Linked DNA regions of Mus musculus: region 1 is linked to region 2. The links are chromatin contacts, called in public Hi-C maps. All regions are on one chromosome and are shown on one strand. The core of a region is the stretch at or near the end of the contact, and the rest is flanking DNA. Distances in the headings are between cores, read along the strand shown.

Evidence for each region. A called contact is a pair of places that touch in the nucleus more often than the background predicts.
Region 1: a Hi-C map of bone marrow-derived macrophages shows a contact between it and region 2, with 9 read pairs. The contact joins two enhancer-like sites. A contact is called at or near these places in 4 of 39 promoter capture datasets (hippocampal neurons, liver and pre-B cells), 1 of 484 Hi-C or Micro-C datasets (bone marrow-derived macrophages), 1 of 115 datasets of contacts at active chromatin or transcription factors (embryonic basal ganglia) and 1 of 9 other capture datasets (embryonic stem cells).

Annotation. Positions count from the first base shown.
Region 1 is chr13:44,671,880-44,675,630 of GRCm38.p6, forward strand. No RefSeq gene overlaps it. Among named protein-coding and RNA genes, the nearest start is that of Gm40931, 37 kb to the left of the region's middle. Within about 2 kb of position 1,597, at least 76 of the 459 cell types and tissues checked have an H3K27ac peak or open chromatin away from gene starts, as enhancers often do. A contact at or near this core is called in bone marrow-derived macrophages, where this site is marked.
Region 2 is chr13:43,801,160-43,804,718 of GRCm38.p6, forward strand. It overlaps Cd83 (CD83 antigen), which reads left to right. Exons shown (of 5, transcript NM_009856.3): 5 at 398-1,974. The coding sequence ends at 526. Among named protein-coding and RNA genes, the nearest start is that of Cd83, 18 kb to the left of the region's middle. Within about 2 kb of position 1,767, at least 7 of the 459 cell types and tissues checked have an H3K27ac peak or open chromatin away from gene starts, as enhancers often do. A contact at or near this core is called in bone marrow-derived macrophages, where this site is marked.

The DNA.
Region 1 (3,751 bases), core at 347-2,846, 870 kb after region 2:
AAAGGCTGAGCCACCACTGCCTGGCTGAGACTAGATTGTGTGTGTGTGTGTGTGTGTGTGTGTGTGTGTGTGTGTGTGTGTGGTTTTTCCAGACAGGGTTTCTCTGTGTAGCCCTGGCTGTCCTGGAACTCACTTTGTAGACCAGGCTGGCCTCGAACTCAGAAATCTACCTGCCTCTGCCTCTGCCTCTCAAGTAGTGCTGGGATTAAAGGCATGCGCCACCACACCTGGCATGAGACTAGTTTTTTTTTTTTTTTTTTTTTTTTTAAGGCAATGAAATTCTTCTGTATAAAACTGCAGTTTAGTATGTGGGGTAGTTTTGCAAAAACTCAGAAAAATAACATCCTAAAGTAAACTAGAAGCATAGTCACAATTTCTTGCAATAATGCAAGGTGTTGAATAAAAAGAAAATGGGGGAGGGATGACAGAAAGCTGTAAGATTATCATAATTTTCCCATAAACCTCACCAGAAGCTGCTCTAGAAATTGCCTTTTAAACTAACATTTTAATGGAGAGAAATTTTAAAACTCCATTCCATGGGAGCTGGAGAGAGAGTTTATTGGTTAAAGGCTCCCAGCACCCACACCTTAGCTAACAAACATCTCTAGCTCCAGGTCCAGGGGATGCAACAACCTCTTCTGGCTTGCTCAAGCACCAGGCACTCATGTGGTGCACAGACAGACATGCAGACAAAGCACCCATACACACAAAACAAGATTTTTTTAAAAAATAACTTTTAAACAACTCTAAACCAGCCATGGAGGCGGACACCTTCAGTACCAACCCTTTGGAGGCAGAAGTATCCGTATCTCTATGAATCTGAGGCCAGCTTGGTCACACACAAAGAAACCCTGTCTCAAAAAAACCAAAACTGAATAAATAAATAAATAAACAAACAAACAAACAAACAAACAATGTTTTATATACACACACACACACACACACACACACACACACACACATATATATATATATATATATATATATATATATATATATATATATCCAGCAAAGAATTTATTAGAGAGAGATTGTGTTCTTGGCAAGCCTGGGGCCCTGAGTTCAAACCTTAGCACCAGCAATCAATAGGTTATTTTTCTAATAACAGGTTTCAAATTCCCAGGAGAACAAACAGATGAAAACTGACCTTCCAGGTCTGAGTTGAACTCCACTGCTGTTTTGTAGCTCATATGAGGCCCTCTCCATTCTCCTCCACACTTTGGTCATACCTCTCTGTCTGATCTTGGCAGCAGACATCTCTCCGAGAGAGTTTGAATAAACAGGATTACAGATGTCAACGTGTGTCCGTCAGGGCTTCTCACCTAGGTGTCTGTGGACCCTCTTGGCCCTGATCTCAAGATTTTCACGATCATCCAGACATCAATAAAACCTGGCATGTATATACACACATGCTTTCTTCCTGGGTAGAGGGGTCTGTTGCTTCCATTAGATTTTCAAAGGAGTCTGTGACCTAAAAAAAAAAAAAAAAAAAAGTATCCCGACCCCCCTTTTCTCTGTAATTAATTACAGAGTGTTTACAGAGCTTTCGCGGCGGAATCTGTCATTAGTGGCTCGGCTAACTTCCCCCTCTGCTAACCTCAGCACTGTCCGGAGGCTTTACGGGGGGTTGAGTTTCTATGAGGTTTATATGGGTTTCGTCTCGCTCCAAAGGAAGGAGTGGGTGAGGACCATGCCACCAGAGACACCCACGAGCATGAGATCTTCTCTGAGGGAATCTGAGCTCTCCCACAGCCCAGCAGCAGGACAGAGGCTGAAGGACCAGTTCGGCGACTTGCTGTCTGCTTTCCACTCGACTGATAGCTAGCATATGGCAATTTATGCTTATGAAGGTGATGATTCATCCCTAATCCTTTAAAAAAAAAAAAAAAGTCAACCCTATGTGGCTTTGGCTCTCTGCCCCAAGTGCCCTTCTGTTCTCCAGAATGTCTGCGTTGTCACCTGCCGCTGCTTTGGGTATCACTTGCTCCTTGGCATCACGGCTCCCGCAGGCTCGTTGGCTGGGTCTGTGGCACTGGCTCCTTTTCTCTTTGCTCCTCCTTCGGCTTCTCTTTTGTGCTTTTTCACGGTTTTGTTTAGAAACGAGCTTCACGCTGTAGCCCAGGTTGACCTGAGCTCACCGTGTATCTTACCCTGACCCTGAACTCACGGGGTTCCTCCTGCCTTAGCCTCTGCGTGCTGAGATGACAGGTGAACCACCACACCCGGATTTGACTGCTGCCTCTTCTCTTCCTTGCTCAAATGTTCCCTTAGCTCTCTCCTTACACCTCCATGGCTCATCAGGTAGACGTGCTTGCCGCCAAGAATGAGGAACTGAATTCTACCCCTGGGACTCACATAGCAGAAGGAGAGAACTGGCTCCAGGATGTCCTCTGATCTTCGCGACATGGCTGTGAGCATGCTCTCCTGCACTCACTCACACGAGCAGGAGCGAACACACACAGTGTGTGAGTTTAAACTTTGAAAGAAAGTACGTTGTCTTTATTGTCAGCTTGGTGATACTTAGAATCGTCTAGAAAACACCTCAGACGTGTCTTTCCAGAGATGTTTAACTAAAGAGAGAAGAGTCACTTTGAATGTCCATGGCATTAGCATTTTTCAGTGCTCCAGGCTGAATAAGAAAGAAAGAAGCAGGAAGCCAGTAGGTGCTTGCTCTCTCTCTCTCTCTGTCTCTCACTCTCTCTGTCTCTCTCTTACTCTGTCTCCCTCTATGTCCCTTTCTGTGACTGTCTCTGTCTCTCTCTGATTCTCTCCACTCTCTACTTCTCCCTCTCCCCCTCCCCTTTCCTTCTCTCTTTCCTGTGAACACAATGTAACTAGCCTTCTCACACCTCATTCAAGTTAGCTCTCCCTGCCTACATTTTGTGTCATTGTGGGGACTGAGCTGAAATACATCCTTCTTTCCTTAAGTTGCATTCCTCAGGTCTGTAGTCACAAGATGGGGGGGGGGGGAGGGGGAGGGAGGAGACGAAGAAGAAGAAGAAGAAGAAGAAGAAGAAGAAGAAGAGGAGGAGGAGGAGGAGGAGGAGGAGGAGGAGGAGGAGGAGGAGGAGGAGGAGGAGGAGGAGGAGGAGGAGGAGAAAGAACTAGAAGCCAGGGAGGCAGCTCAGTGTGCAAAATCACACGCCGGGAGCTTGACCACCAAGACCAATTTCAGGAAACCAGATAAAACAGCCAGTGACTGACAATGGTGCAGGTCTATAATCCTGGCATTCCGAGACAGAACTATCCCAAAGCTAGCAGGCTAGTAGCCTTGAGGGCGAGGCACAGCAAAAGGATCAAGAGAGATCTTACCTTAACAAGATAGAAGGTGAGGACCGACATAATTCATTAAATAATTGTTTTGTTCTAAAGAAAGGTCAGAGTGCAGCTTTCAGGGGTCACTTCTCTCCTTTCTACACAAGGGGGTCCCAGGGATCAAACTCAGGTAGGTCATCAGGTTTGGTGGCAAATGTTCTGCCCAGAGTCACCTCCTCAGCCCTGTGTTTGCTTTGATACAAGGCCTCATACATTCCAGGAATTCTGGGGATACAAGGCCTTACACTTGATATGTTGGAGAGAATGACCTTGAACTTCGGATCCTCATGCTTCTCCCTCCAGGTTACTGCAATTACAGGCAGGGGCCACCACACCTCGTTTTATAGGGTGCTGGGTATTGAACTCAAGGCTTCGAGAATGGTAGGGGAAAACCTCTACAGGCTGAGCTATATTGTAAGCCCCTGGTTTTATTGTG
Region 2 (3,559 bases), core at 517-3,016:
GCTTGCAGGTATATATACAGCCAGAACACTGTGTACATAATAAGTAAACACATCTTTAAAAAGAAGAAGAAGTAACTAGAATGGTCAGACAAATACATTTAAGAAGGCTGTGTCAGTTTCTTGTTGGCAGATGTCTCCTTCCATAGGCACTGACTTTCCACACTGTTCTGTGACAGTAGGAGATACAGATCACTGAAGTCTGGAATCAGTGAGTGTCCTGATGAGATTTGGAAATATCAGGGAGGTGGCACATATAGCTTATAAAGAATGAGGGGTGGTGAGTATAGCAAGAACTTCCACAGTGAAGTGTCCAGCCAGCTCTCAGGGGGAGAGATGACAACCGCCAAGTTTTCCCAATGACTAGTTTCTCAACATCTTTTCTTTTCCCTTTTTACAGAAATTTGCACGACTACAAAGCATTTTCCCAGATATTTCTAAACCTGGTACGGAACAAGCTTTTCTTCCAGTCACCTCCCCAAGCAAACATTTGGGGCCAGTGACCCTTCCTAAGACAGAAACGGTATGAGTAGGATCTCCACTGGTTTTTACAAAGCCAAGGGCACATCAGATCAGTGTGCCTGAATGCCACCCGGACAAGAGAAGAATGAGCTCCATCCTCAGATGGCAACCTTTCTTTGAAGTCCTTCACCTGACAGTGGGCTCCACACTACTCCCTGACACAGGGTCTTGAGCACCATCATATGATCACGAAGCATGGAGTATCACCGCTTCTCTGTGGCTGTCAGCTTAATGTTTCATGTGGCTATCTGGTCAACCTCGTGAGTGCTTTTCAGTCATCTACAAGCTATGGTGAGATGCAGGTGAAGCAGGGTCATGGGAAATTTGAACACTCTGAGCTGGCCCTGTGACAGACTCCTGAGGACAGCTGTCCTCTCCTACATCTGGGATACATCTCTTTGAATTTGTCCTGTTTCGTTGCACCAGCCCAGATGTCTCACATCTGGCGGAAATTGACAGGCCAAGCTGTGAGCCAGTGGGAAATATTTAGCAAATAATTTCCCAGTGCGAAGGTCCTGCTATTAGTAAGGAGTATTATGTGTACATAGAAATGAGAGGTCAGTGAACTATTCCCCAGCAGGGCCTTTTCATCTGGAAAAGACATCCACAAAAGCAGCAATACAGAGGGATGCCACATTTATTTTTTTAATCTTCATGTACTTGTCAAAGAAGAATTTTTCATGTTTTTTCAAAGAAGTGTGTTTCTTTCCTTTTTTAAAATATGAAGGTCTAGTTACATAGCATTGCTAGCTGACAAGCAGCCTGAGAGAAGATGGAGAATGTTCCTCAAAATAGGGACAGCAAGCTAGAAGCACTGTACAGTGCCCTGCTGGGAAGGGCAGACAATGGACTGAGAAACCAGAAGTCTGGCCACAAGATTGTCTGTATGATTCTGGACGAGTCACTTGTGGTTTTCACTCTCTGGTTAGTAAACCAGATAGTTTAGTCTGGGTTGAATACAATGGATGTGAAGTTGCTTGGGGAAAGCTGAATGTAGTGAATACATTGGCAACTCTACTGGGCTGTTACCTTGTTGATATCCTAGAGTTCTGGAGCTGAGCGAATGCCTGTCATATCTCAGCTTGCCCATCAATCCAAACACAGGAGGCTACAAAAAGGACATGAGCATGGTCTTCTGTGTGAACTCCTCCTGAGAAACGTGGAGACTGGCTCAGCGCTTTGCGCTTGAAGGACTAATCACAAGTTCTTGAAGATATGGACCTAGGGGAGCTATTGCGCCACGACAGGAGGAAGTTCTCAGATGTTGCATTGATGTAACATTGTTGCATTTCTTTAATGAGCTGGGCTCCTTCCTCATTTGCTTCCCAAAGAGATTTTGTCCCACTAATGGTGTGCCCATCACCCACACTATGAAAGTAAAAGGGATGCTGAGCAGATACAGCGTGCTTACCTCTCAGCCATGACTTTCATGCTATTAAAAGAATGCATGTGAAGAGGTGTGTTCTTCTTTTCTATCTTTAAAATGATCCCGACTTTAGAGTGAGTGTTTGGGTGCTGAGTGGAGAGTAAGAATGCAGAAATGGTAGTGGTAAATGACTGGCTGCTTCCCCGAGTCTGTGGCTGGGACAGGACAGGGGGTGGGGGTGGGGAAGGGACACATGGCTGTCAGACTTCTGTGACATGGCACTCCTTTCCAGAGCTGCATCCCTACCAGGTGGTAACGGCCAGCTTGTCCACCTAGGTAATCACGGGGGAGTGGGGACGGGACCGAAAGGGAGGTTCTGCTTCCAAATGATATGTATAAAGTTGGGGCTCCTGACCTTGGGATTCATGGGGTTTTATTGGAGATTTTCAAATAGACCCCTAACCTCTAAGCTGTTATGAAAGATCTATACAAGTGTCTGTGGTGGCTATAAAAGACTCATGGGTGAGGTGCTCTTTGTGAAGATGAAATACACTAGTGCCTGTAAAAGCTGCAGAACTACTTTGAATGGATTCAACCCATTGTTAAATGCTCTACAAATGAATGCACCAGGGCAGCTTAGTCTTATTTTGAGGAATGCAGATGTCCGAAGTTGTGCCATGTCAGTCAGAAGATTTAGAGTAAGAACAGTTATTGGTTTAATAGATACATTCAGAAGACTGAGAGAGTCCACAGAACGGCTAAGTGTCTGGCAATGTTCAGAGGACAGGAGACCAAGAAAGAAGGTAATGGGAACAGAAGCAATGCCAGGGTTCACACAACTTCTGGCAAGCTTGTTTCCTTAAAAGGAATAAGTTGACTCTGTGGGTGTTGCATGTTGCCTTTGGAGAATGCACAGTGAAACCTACTCTCCATAGGCATGAGAGCTATACTGTGAGAGAGACCAGGCAGAGGGGGTGCTCCTGTCATTTTAGATAGACTTTACTAGATACATTATTGACACTTAATAGCAGGTTGACTCCATGTTTCAAGTTTACTATTTAGTGTTTGCAAATGTGTCTGTGTCTGTCTGTCTGTCTGTCTGTCTCTCTCTCTCTCTCTGTGTGTGCATGTGTATGAGAGAAAGACAGAGACAGACAGACAGACACAGAGACAGAGAGACAGAGAGAGATTAAGGAGAATTTATTGGCTTCTAGTGCCCCAATTGCATCCTATCTACTATTTCAAAGGACCATGGGCTGAATTTATTGTCTTCACATCTAGGAAAATCTTTGTTCTTACACTTTCCCTTGTCCATGGGATTAGATCTACAGTTATACCAATTTTGCTGTGGGATGTCCCAGCACATGAATACAGACACACATCAGCTGCCTGTTCTAAGAGGCAGCCTGCAGTTTTTTGTTTTTGTTTTGTTTTGTTTTGTTTTGTTTTGTTTTGTTTGTATTCCTGGTAATATTTAGCAGGTCTCATCACAGCAGAGCCTGGAAGCCAACCAGTGCCTGCTAATCTGCCAGGGTTGTGGCCCCAGACACACAGGCAGCAGAGTGAGACCATAGTTACCTGGAGTCTCAGGACCCTGAGCTGTTCCCTTCTTGGCAGCTTTGTTTGGTTGGGTTGATTAGGTAGTTAATAATAGTTTGTGTTTCCTTTGTAAAA